4 separate regions of the Mus musculus genome follow, and all the other regions are linked to region 4. A link is a contact called in public HiChIP or PLAC-seq and promoter capture Hi-C data. All regions are on one chromosome and are shown on one strand. Each heading gives the region's core, a stretch centred on a gene start, on an enhancer-like site or on the middle of the called end of the contact. The rest is flanking DNA. Distances are from core to core; before and after follow the strand shown.

Region 1 (2,700 bases), core at 93-2,592, 140 kb before region 4:
CTTCTTTTGGTTTTTGGTTTTGGTTTTTGGTTTTTTTGGTTTTTGGTTTTTCAGGACAGAGTTTCTTTGTTGTAGCCTTCCTTGGCTGTCTTAGAACTAGCTCTGTCAATCAGACTGGCCACCAAGGCCCTCTACAACAGTTCATCACCCAAAACTCTTAAAACCATTTGCCAGTGACACCTAATCTTATCAGCCACAAGCCAACTTTTCCCCACCCTTAGCAAAAACAAAAAACAAAAAAAAACCAACGGTGCTGGCCTAGGAGGTACCCGCTTGCCTTGTACTTCAAGGATAGGGAGTTAAACAATTGATAACCCACATGTGCTACCACCCCCCACTCCCAGCAAGGTTTGCCAGGCAATCACCCAGTGTGTAGCATAAATCAGTGGTGTCAGGTTCAAAAGAAAACTCAAGACAGTTGGCCACCTGTGGTGCCTATTAGCATATCAAAGCGTCTGCTGATCTCGGGGCTCAGTGCCTGAGATTCCTCTCCGCTCTCTCCTGGCCCCTACCCTAAACTTCCCCAACTCTTGGGCTCCCCCGACCCCGACCCCAAGCTTCTCGTTCCTATATAACCCTGCTATTTTAGCCATTGTCCTCGTTGCCCTCTTGGGTCTTGGTCACCTTGGGTCCCTCTTTCTCTTGCTCTCCACTTTTCTCCCTCCTCGATGGCCTGGTTCTCTGCTGGCCATATTTAGTCTGCTCTGGACCCTTCCAGATGCCTCTGGCTGTATTCTCCCTCTAGAGTAAAGACTTTCTCCTCAACAATACCTTGGTGTCCCCATTTCATTCAAGTAATACTCCACTCCTTGGTATTGCCTACTAAGCACTTAAAGTGTCTACCTCAGCCAGTTCATCGACGGATCAACAACTGAGCTGGCTCCACCTTTTGGCAAGTGTAAAAAGCGCTGCAAATATTTGCGCACCAATATTTGGGTATCTGCTTTGGTTCGATTTGTGTACATATCCAGGATTAATTTGTTTGTATGTAATAAACTATTTAACTTTCTGTGGGGTCACCTCAGGCATACCTGTAACCCCAGCAAAACTACCGTCCTTCCGGTCCTTCAGCACTTAGTGCTGAGCGAATGCCCCATTAAAGCCCTCAGAGCATCCCGGGGAGGAGGGCAGCGACTGCGCGATAGGCCGCATCGCTGCCCTACCGCAGGCGGTGCTCACACTCCTACCCTGGCCCTCAGCCAGCCCACACCCAGGTCAACACTGGGAGCCGCCCGAGTCGCGGCCCATCACTCAGAGCCCCCAGGGTCACACCCGTCCACTCGGCCCACAGCGCCTGACTCCGCACAGCCAATCAGCAGCCGCGCTGCGACTCTGCCCGAGTCCGCGCCCATCAGGAGGCGCCGCCTCTGGTTCGGGAGGTGCCCCTGCATCTTGCGGTCGCCCTCCTGTTTGGAGCTGAGGGAGTTTCTAAGGGATGCTGTAACTACCCTCCACCCCCGCCCCCCAGTCCTCCCTCTCCGCCAGGGAGGAACGCAGAGACCTTGGGTGTGGGCTCTGGTCCTCCGCTGCGTTGGAGGTCGCGGGAGCAGACTAAACAGGGCAGGGCAAGGCGGTCACGTAGGAGGCAGAGTGCCACCTCAGCAAAGCATACGGAAGACTGGGTCGTGAAAGCATGAGAGAAAGCAAGCCAGCCAAGTGTTCCAGAGCGTTCCAGGCTGATGTCACCGGGGATGAAAGATTCGAATGCTTGCAGCTCAACTTAGCTACAGCTAGCCCCTGGCGCGCGCGCGCGCGCGCGCGTGTGTGTGTGTGTGTGTGTGTGTGTGTGAGAGAGAGAGAGAGAGAGAGAGAGAGAGAGAGAGAGAGAGAGAGAGAGAGAGAGAGAGACTCAGTCTTCCAAGCGCTGGGACTGCAGAAGGGCTTCTACTTAAGTCATGCTGTTACGTGGGTGCCATCTCCCCAGGCCCACTTACCTGGGTTTATAAAGCGAGCTAGTAACACTCAAATACAAGATGACGGTGTGGCTTTCCCTTTGCCTTAACATATACGCCATACCCTTGGTATACGCCACAACCTTGAAAATTAGTTCTTAATTTAGAATCCTCACACCAGTCAGACTTCTAGGACCAAAAGTAGTGGGCACAACCCCCACCCCCATCCTCATCCCCAAACTTTAGCCCTTTCCAGAAGGAAGTTTCCCTGAAGCTCATTAGCAATCCCCTTTCAGTAAACGTGCATCTTCACTGAATGTGGAGTTGAACACCACATACCAGGCTGTCTCTCTCTCTCCGTGTGGGTGTTCTCGCTTTACCACACTCCAGCTCCGGCACCAAGAAGTCCCCTGAAGAGGCCTGTCACCAGCATACACTGTGGGACCCAATTTAAGGCACCTCTGTCCACCAACATAAAGATATGTGTGTGTGTGTGTATACATATATATGTATGTATATATGTGTATATGTGTATATATACATACATACATACACACACACACACACACACCTTGCTTATTTCTTACTCAGTTTCATTTGGATTGTTCTTATGGAGAGATTTTTCTCAGCCAAGGCTCCCTCCTCTCCGATGATTCTAGCTTGTGTCAAGGTGACATAAAACTAGTGACACACAGGAGGGAAAGAGTGATATTGATTTACTTGTGTGTGTGTTTTTAAAGATTTATTTATTATTATACATAAGTACACTTTAGCTGTGTTCAGATGCACCAGAAGAGGGTGTCAGATC
Region 2 (2,700 bases), core at 116-2,615, 230 kb before region 4:
TGCAGGTAAACTGAGGTCAAGAATGTTGTTAATAGTGAGTTCCAGGACAGCCAGAGCTACAGAGAGAGACCCTGTCACAGGGTCATACATGTATGTCACATGTATGTCACAGATACATACATACATACATACATACATACATACATATCAGTTCTTCAAAATTCAGGCATTCAGACTCCCATCTCTCTTACCACAGAGACCAGAGTTTTTGTTTGTTTGTTTGTTTTGTTTTTTGCTACCATACTGTATGTACTACATGAAAGGACCACTAACCACAGTAGATCCTTCTGACAGAATACTCTGACTTCTAAAAGTTAATCTTTAGACAGGGGATGGATCAGGGAGGAGTTGGAGGAGGCAGTAAAAATGGTCAAACCTCAATACAAGAAATTCCCAAAAAATTCATTAAAAGAATTAATCCAAACACCCAAGATTATGCAAGATTATGTTTTTAAGTTTCCTCATGAGCAAACTCCAGAGTTTAGTGTCTGAGTCAGACAGTGAGTTGCAGTGAGACTTGGTAAATTCAACACTTCACTACCTTAAAAGGAATGCCAGATTCAATCAAGACATTTTTAACTATACTAATGGGACCCTCTGACCAAACAAACTGTTGGTAAAATTTTATGTGCATGCCTGCTATTCATTCTGAGCACTCCCAAACTGTCTTATAGGTAAAGCCATATATGCCATATATATAAATATAAATATATTTACTTTATGAGTATTAAACATGGATTATGAGAGGCAATTTATAAAAGTAGCTTTCATTTTTAACATTTAAAAATCAATTTTATAGCCCATGTACTAAATATAAACATAATCAACACCAATGCTCCTGAAGTTTATTTACATCTTGTTATTAATCAATGTGCTTTTAAAAAATTTTCCATACTCAACATTGGACACTATGCAAATTACTTGTATTTTCTTCTTTTCTTTGACTGCCCAGGAACCTCGGGCATTGTTCTCCTTAAGAGTCTTTATTTATTGTAAGTTTTCTGGTACAATTTATCTTTCTCTCTTATCTTTTTCTAGCTCTTGTGCTATGTCTTCTATTATATTTCTAGTGGGTTATATTTTATTAGAGCTGTGCTTTTTTTTTTAATGTTCTTCTGCATGCCCCACCTATGTTCCCTTTAGACATGGGCAGGACATAGAAATACGTTGTTATTAAAGAAGTCTGAATGTTGTAATTGTTATTAAACATTGTCATCGTCATGAACTTGAGTAACAGCATGATTTTATCCTCTCCTGGGCTTGGAGTCCAGTCCTCCCTTTTGAACTGATGGGAGAGGAGCCCAGCTCAGAGCAGCAAGCAGTCAGCACAGTGCTGTGGGCTGTACTTTCCCAGGAACTACAACCCAGGTCACCTAGCGCTGCAGAGCGCCTTCCTGCCCCCAGTTACCACCGAACACAACTGTGCTCTGCCAGCCTCTCCTTGGGCAAGATCAGGATCCATTTCCCGCACGAGCTGGCAAGACCTCTGAAGAGCTGGGTCGCCTAGAAAGCAAAATGTCTAAGTTCTTTTTGGACCTGCTCCATTCTTATGTCAGAAACTGGTTGTTTCCGGCTGGCAAGACAGCTTGGTGGGTTAAAGCACTTGTAAAAGACTGGTGGTGAGAGTCCAGTCCCCTGAAGCCAGGTAGAAGGAGAGAACTAACTCCTGATAGCTGTCTTTTGCCCTTCACATGTACAGTTGGCACTTGCACACCTGCATACAACACACACACACACACACACACACACACCATAGTAACAGTAATTAAAAAAAATTTTTTTAAAGAAAGTGAATGGGTTTTTTTTTTCTAAAAAAAAAAATGACCCCTTGTACACTGTGTGGTTATGAACCTTGCTTATTTAAAATATGTTTTTATTATTCTTAGCTATGTGTATGGATGTGTTGCAGAGGGAAGAGGTGGGTATGGGCACGTGTGTGTGCTTTGCCGGTGAAAGCTAGAGGCATGGAATCCCCCTGAAGCTGGAGATACAAAGCCTGTGAGCCACCTAATGTGGGTGTTAGGAATCAAACTCAGGTCTTCTGGGAGAGCAATAAATATTCTTCATTGCTGAGTCATCACTCCAGTCCCAGGGGGGAAAAAACTTTTAAAAGAGACCACCAACAGCCAAGAAACTAACCCCAAATCTTAACAGACTGGAGATTACATGAAAACAAAGGGTTTCTGTATAGCAAAGGGAGTACCGGGGAGCTCGCAGACAGCCAAGTGTAAGGACACCTTTAATACTTCAGACAAAGGACTGATATCCAGACGTCTCAAAGAATTGCAGAAATGAAATTGCAAGGAAATCAAATATTTTCACATTTCGAGATCCAGAGCCCTTTGTCCTCTCCTAAGTCAGGACGAATGTTCAGGTCACAGGTTCTCGGGCTGTCTGGGGTCTCTTCCACCCTGACACAGACAGCCACCCTGCATATACAGCCTTCACTCTTCTACTGGTCTCTTCAGCAGTGGTTCTCAACCCGTGAGCTGTGACCTCTTTCAGGGGTTGAATGACTCTTTCACAGGGGTCACCTAAGACCAACTGCATATAAGGTATTTACATTATAATTCATAACAGTAGCAAAATTACAGTTATGAAGCAGCAGTGAAATAATTTTATGGTTGGGGGGGGGTCACCACAACAATGAAGAACTGTATTTTTTTGGGTCGCAGCATTAGGAAGGTTGAGAACAGCTGG
Region 3 (2,700 bases), core at 103-2,602, 180 kb before region 4:
TCTGGAGGCTTGGAGATCCTTATCTGGATCTTGGTTTGAAGATCTTGAGCCACAGTGGCTATGAATTCCAGAAGATTGAATCTCCGAGTTTAAGGAACACACCTTTAATCTGGGCTACGCCTTTCATCTGGGATTAAAGGTGTGGTGGAACACACCTTTAATCTGGGCTCCACCTTCTGCTGGAGACAATATAAGGACATTGGAAGAAGGGAGTCTAGCTCGAGCCCTTGCTCCTTCGCCTGCTTGCTGCGTGAGACTGAGTAACTGCTAGATCCTTGGACTTCCATTCACAGCTGCGACTGAACAATTGTTGGGAATTGGGCTGCCGACTGTAAGTCATCAATAAATTCCTTTACTATCTAGAGACTATCCATAAGTTCTGTGACTCTAGAGAACCCTGACTAATACAACCTTCGTGACCAAAGCAATTGGCAGAATAAGATCATGACTCCATGTCACGAGGACTGTCACTCCAGCACCCCTGTTAAGATAGCATTGTCTGTACTCTGGAGCCAATGCGCCTTGGTGATCTGCAGTGTGGAGCAGATTCGGACACTTTTCTTGGTACTCTGGCTCTGCTTTAAGCCTTCCTTCCCTTTCCTCCTGTGACGTCAGGGTTTGCCCTCCACTGGCTTCTCTGTCCAGGTACAGTTAGATCCTCTTCATGGGAAGACCCCAGTCACCACTGAGTCAGAGGCTGCAAACCATCTGAGGCCTCATCCCAGTTCAGAAGGATACGGTCAGCCCTTCCCTAGGGCAGACACCATCTCTATGGTTGTCCTGAGGTCCTATAGAAGGACCAGATGACACACAGGAGGCAGAAGAGAGGAGGAAAGAGACCACTTAGAAAACCGTTAACTCTTGATACAGAGGGACACATAGCAGTTTGTGCAATGTTTGGTATCTCCAATCTCAGCTAAGTTCTGTAGCCGCAGAGGTTCTATGGTTTCCAGATGGCCTTTAGGTACTAACAAGGCCTCAGTCCCACCTCCTAGTTCTACCAATCTGAGCAACAGATGGGTACACCCAGTGTCCACTCCGCATTAGAGAGACTGATCTTGTAGGCTTTGAGTTGGAGTGCTGCATTCCTATGAAATGTATGATACAGCTGAGACTGGATCAGTGCTCGGACCCTGCATGAACACTTAGCTTTTAACTTCATCAACATACTTACCAGGATAGTAAATAGCTAGAGACTGTTGGTGTTCAGACATCGCCACACAAACGGCGTGAACACTGATCTCAGTTAACTACTCAGAATAGTTATTGACTGCACTTTAATACTGGTCAGATCAGGAACAGAGCCCAGAATTATCAGAACTATGACAACAGATATCTTTTCCTGTCAGCTCACAAAGGATAAAACCACAAAAGCCACAGTGAGTTCACACACAGGAAGTACTGCCGGGTGGTCAGCTCTGACTCAAGTGATTTCAGACATAACAGTTCAAATTGTCCTTTGATTTGATGGGTCCTACACAAAGCTTTGTGGAATTTCTTAAGATTAGCAAAACTCATACCGCACATTCAGAACATACAGAACAAAACAGTATGTGGTCAGTATGTCCTTGAGCCAAGTCACTTCTGTGTATCTGGCAGGCATGTTACAGCAACAATATGAAATAGCTGACAGGCATGGTACAAAATGGCTACAGCTATGCTTGGAGGGGGAGGTGTCAAACCATAGCATTCCACCCTTTTTTGAGCTGTCCCAATGAGTCAAATCATTGACTCAAAATTTTTCTTTTCTGATGCTGGGCGTGGTGGCGCATGCCTTTAATCCCAGCACTTGGGAGGCAGAGGCAGGCAAATTTCTGAGTTTGAGGTCAGCCTGGTCTACAGAGTGAGTTCTAGGACAGTCAGGGCTACACAGAGAAACCCTGTCTCAGAAAAAAAAATTCTTTTCTGAGGCCAGGAGGACAAACTTTTATATCAGTCTTTGTTGGCTTAAATGTTTGACATTTTGATCTCCCTTCATAAGTGTTGCTTCTCTCATGCTGGTAGGTCTTGCTATGCTCATGCTTTTTAGGAAAGGCATTATTAGTGTTGGCACTGCCCTGGCCATCTGGGAATGGTGTAGAAGTCCCAGGTGTCCCTAACCTCCTTCTCCAGGATAATACTGTACCAGAGGCTACAGATGTACAAGTATGCAAAATTCAGAAGTTTCAGTGATGCTAAAGGGACTGATACAGGGGGTCAGTGCCAAGGCACAAGCAAACCAAGTGCCTTTTGGCGGTACTAAAGAGTAAGGGGAAACTCCTGCATTAGCATCTGTACATTATTACGGTGTTGCAGGTACTGAGACCGATATCTTATATAAGCAGAGAGACCTTGTCCTTTCTAGGACAGGGAGAGGGCATTAACATTCTCTTGGAACCACTGATGTCTAAGACCCTGTTCCTAGTGACCTGGACTCTCTGGATGGTGAATATCATCCCAGGGTCATTACCAGATGCATAAAGGAGGAGCCCCCAAATCTACCCTGTATCTCATAAATCATTTGTATCATTTTTATCTTAATTTGAGTGGGGTTGGTCTTCCCAAGTTTTCTAGACTGACTCAACCTTCTGTGGCTGAATATACTTATCTTTATCAGTTACCCAGGAAGCTAATGCTTTATCGCCCCACATATCACAAAAGCACACACCATGTCCCCTGCAAGTCAGGGTCTTCAACTGAGGGGCAGGCATATACCTGAAG
Region 4 (2,700 bases), core at 127-2,626:
AGGGACTCAGTATTCATGTTAAGTCCCACAAGGAACCAGAAAAAAAGGCTGGGGAAATCTGAACAGAGCAGCCACTGCCTTGGGTCAGAGGGTACCTTATTAGAGAGCAAAGAGAAATCTGAGGCACTGGCCCAAGACAAGGGGCGCTGCTCACCGAAGAGGCAGGTGTAGAGCTTGCAGGAGGGAACCAGTATGATCCCGTACAGGCCTCCCAAGTGCAGCAGGACCATGAGAATGATGTTCCTCCAGACGTACTCCAGCTTGGGCGGGGGTCCCTCCTCATCCTGATAGGTGGGGTCGTGAATATCTTCTTTCATTTCAGGACGGATGTCTTCTTCCAGGTGGAGGGGCACCGTCTTCACCTTCTCTCGTTCATTTCCGGAGGGAGGTGCAGTGATGGTGGTGGTGGTCGTGTAAGAACTGGAGATCTGCAAAGAAAAAATTCAGTCGGGGGAGGCCGATCTGTGGGGCTCTCTCTCTCTGTCTCTCTCTGTGTGTTGTGTGTGTGAGAGAGAGAGAGAGAGAGAAATAGGAAAGAAGAATGAAACATTTATAGCCTCAGTAACACACAAAGGGATCCCCGTGTAAGTTATACAAGTATCGGTAGGACGGGCTTTTCTTTAAAGCAGCGGTTCTTAACCTGTGTCTCACGCTCAGCCCCTTTGGGGGTCAAATGTCCCTTTCAGAGGGGCAGCCCAAGACCATCGGAAAACAGATATTTACATTACGATTCAAAACAGTACCAAAATTAAAGTTATGAAGTAGCAACGAAATCATTTTATGGTTGGGGGGGAGGGGGTCACCACAACATGAAAAACTGTAGTAAATAAAGGATCGCAGCATCTTGAAAATTGAGAACCGCTGCTTTAAAGCTAAAGGCACGAAAGTTGGGACTCATCTGCCCAAATTACAATCTACACCTCTCAACCAACCGGTCACGTCAGAATTCGAGAAAGCCCAGTAGTCCGGAGAACTCTCAACTTTCTCCTCCCGGGACCAGTCACCTAGCTGCGTGGCCAGTGCAAGGAGCGAGGGCCGCTTCTGGAAGCTCACCTCTTGGAGCATGTGGGCCGGCATGATGATAGTCAGTTGCTCGCCTCACTTTCCCAGTGCTGAGATCGAGCGTGGACTTCGGTTCCGGAGCCCGTTGGTGTAGGCGAGTGGCGGAACTGCGCTTGGAAACCTGCCCTCCTGACTCTCGGGATGGGTGTTCAGCCCGGTCTGGCTGTGCACAGATCTCCCTGGGCTGGGATTTTAAAGGGTAGAGCAGGCGATGGGATGACCGTGTTCAGTATTTCCTCAGCCCCCTTTTATCGGCTGCCAGCAAAGGGTAAAGAGCGCAGAGATAGCTAGCCAAGGAAGCCAGGCGTGGAGGTGAGGGAGGGAGGGAGGGAGGGAGGGAGGAAGGGAGGGAGGGAGGGAGGGAGGGAGAGAGAGAGGGCGGGACCAAGAACGGGAAAGAAAGCCAAGTAGATTCCAGAGTAGACCTTGGAGGCGCCGGGATGCTGAAGGCATCAACAGGGCGCGCTGCTCCAACCCCCTGCCTGGGGATAAATGCTAATGTGCCTCCTGTGAAGCCCGTCTTGTCATTGGCCAAAGAGAATTTGGTGCCACCTTGTCCTGCCTTTTCCATTGGCTAGGCGCAATCTGCTGTTCCCTCTGCCTCTAGCTTCTCGCTCTCTCCTCCCCTCTTTTTCTCCTTATCCTCTTTGCTGTGGGCTGATGGGTGACTTTTCTTTAAGAGCAGGATAACGTGATTCCAAGTAGGAATTGTGTGCAAGCCTAGGACTTTGGTCTGGCGCTTAGCAAATGGTTCACTGGGGAAATCGCATCGAAAGAAGTGAGGAAGACACTGGCTACCGCCACTCACAACTCGGTCTAACTTCACATCTACCCCCACTTCCAGGCACCAGCAAAGAGAAACCCCGGGAGACTGGGATATGAGGGTGCGCCCAGGGCTCTGACCCGGGAAAACAATAGTGTATCCCTTCAGCCAGCATCCGGTTGCTGCTGCGTTCTTGACAGCACACGCTGAGTTACAACTGCACTCACTCATTGGGCTCCGTCTGCCGGGGACCGCCTCTGCTGGGAGCCAGAGCCCAATCCTAGCTGCTTCTCCTCAAACGGGACGGGACGTTTGAGAGCTCCTTAGATCCTCACGTTGAGATTCCAAGAAAAGGGACTAAGGAATCAAAGGGCCTGAGTGTGCGGTGCGAATAGCAAACAGGCACTTTGCGATCCCTAAGAAGTCTCAAGAATTTCCTTTTTGTTGAACCCACACTGACCCTGAGCAGTAGGTATTCCTTGGTACTTACTGTTATTGGTTTCTTTTTAGACAAGGTCTCTGAAGCTCTGACTGTCCTGGAACTCACAGTGTAGACCAAACTGGCCTCAAGCTTCATAGATCTGTGTCTGCCTTTGAGCTGGGTCCAGCTCCTCGGTCTTTTTAAAAAGGAAGTGAAATTTAAAAGAGTTGAGGTTACCTGTGGTCACGCTTAGCCAGTGTATGGTGGAGCTAGGAATTGAGTATCAGATGAGTGGCTCAAAGGTAAAGGCAGGCCTGGCATGGTGGCGCATGCCTTTAATCCCAGCACTCAGGAGGCAGAGGCAGGCGGATTTCTGAGTTCAAGGCCAGCCTGGTCTACAAGGTGAGTTCCAGGACAGCCAGGGCTACACAAAGAAACTCTGTCTCAAAAAGCC

What was found. Promoter capture Hi-C pulls out the DNA fragments that hold promoters and counts their contacts. HiChIP or PLAC-seq counts read pairs in DNA pulled down with a chosen protein or histone mark.
Region 1: a contact with region 4 is called in an H3K27ac HiChIP or PLAC-seq map of embryonic stem cells, with 11 read pairs. The contact joins the enhancer-like site here to the promoter of Scd1 in region 4. A contact is called at or near these places in 5 of 39 promoter capture datasets (the 3T3-L1 cell line, the C10 cell line, cranial neural crest and 2 more), 1 of 15 datasets of contacts at CTCF or cohesin (the NIH/3T3 cell line), 10 of 484 Hi-C or Micro-C datasets (B cells, cerebral cortex, cortical neurons and 6 more), 9 of 115 datasets of contacts at active chromatin or transcription factors (the 230-238 cell line, bone marrow-derived macrophages, embryonic stem cells and 3 more) and 2 of 9 other capture datasets (adipose tissue and liver).
Region 2: a contact with region 4 is called in a promoter capture Hi-C map of 3T3-L1-derived adipocytes, with 2.5 times the contacts expected there. The contact joins the enhancer-like site here to the promoter of Scd1 in region 4. A contact is called at or near these places in 19 of 39 promoter capture datasets (the 3T3-L1 cell line, 3T3-L1-derived adipocytes, the C10 cell line and 11 more), 3 of 15 datasets of contacts at CTCF or cohesin (the NIH/3T3 cell line, embryonic stem cells and large pre-B cells), 28 of 484 Hi-C or Micro-C datasets (CD4 T cells, CD4 single positive thymocytes, CD8 T cells and 18 more), 15 of 115 datasets of contacts at active chromatin or transcription factors (the 230-238 cell line, the NIH/3T3 cell line, the SCID.adh cell line and 8 more) and 3 of 9 other capture datasets (adipose tissue, liver and macrophages).
Region 3: a contact with region 4 is called in an HNF4G HiChIP or PLAC-seq map of pancreatic cancer cells. The contact joins the enhancer-like site here to the promoter of Scd1 in region 4. A contact is called at or near these places in 9 of 39 promoter capture datasets (the 3T3-L1 cell line, the C10 cell line, the HPC-7 cell line and 6 more), 1 of 15 datasets of contacts at CTCF or cohesin (large pre-B cells), 8 of 484 Hi-C or Micro-C datasets (Th2 cells, double positive thymocytes, embryonic cerebral cortex and 5 more), 16 of 115 datasets of contacts at active chromatin or transcription factors (the 230-238 cell line, the SCID.adh cell line, bone marrow-derived macrophages and 10 more) and 3 of 9 other capture datasets (adipose tissue, liver and pancreatic islet).

The regions. Positions count from the first base shown.
Region 1 is chr19:44,265,804-44,268,503 of GRCm38.p6, forward strand. No RefSeq gene overlaps it. Among named protein-coding and RNA genes, the nearest start is that of Gm35183, 5.0 kb to the right of the region's middle. Within about 2 kb of position 1,343, at least 306 of the 459 cell types and tissues checked have an H3K27ac peak or open chromatin away from gene starts, as enhancers often do. A contact at or near this core is called in the 230-238 cell line, B cells, adipose tissue and 13 more, where this site is marked.
Region 2 is chr19:44,173,641-44,176,340 of GRCm38.p6, forward strand. All of the region lies in intron 2 of Pkd2l1 (polycystic kidney disease 2-like 1), which reads right to left. Among named protein-coding and RNA genes, the nearest start is that of Pkd2l1, 17 kb to the right of the region's middle. Within about 2 kb of position 1,366, at least 7 of the 459 cell types and tissues checked have an H3K27ac peak or open chromatin away from gene starts, as enhancers often do. A contact at or near this core is called in 3T3-L1-derived adipocytes, where this site is marked.
Region 3 is chr19:44,224,534-44,227,233 of GRCm38.p6, forward strand. All of the region lies in intron 2 of Scd3 (stearoyl-coenzyme A desaturase 3), which reads left to right. It also overlaps a transcript of Pkd2l1 not described here. Among named protein-coding and RNA genes, the nearest start is that of Scd3, 23 kb to the left of the region's middle. Within about 2 kb of position 1,353, at least 39 of the 459 cell types and tissues checked have an H3K27ac peak or open chromatin away from gene starts, as enhancers often do. A contact at or near this core is called in the HPC-7 cell line, the SN4741 cell line, bone marrow-derived macrophages and 1 more, where this site is marked.
Region 4 is chr19:44,406,333-44,409,032 of GRCm38.p6, forward strand. Scd1 (stearoyl-Coenzyme A desaturase 1) reads right to left here and starts at 1,377. Exons shown (of 6, transcript NM_009127.4): 1 at 1,054-1,377; 2 at 155-428. The coding sequence starts at 1,077.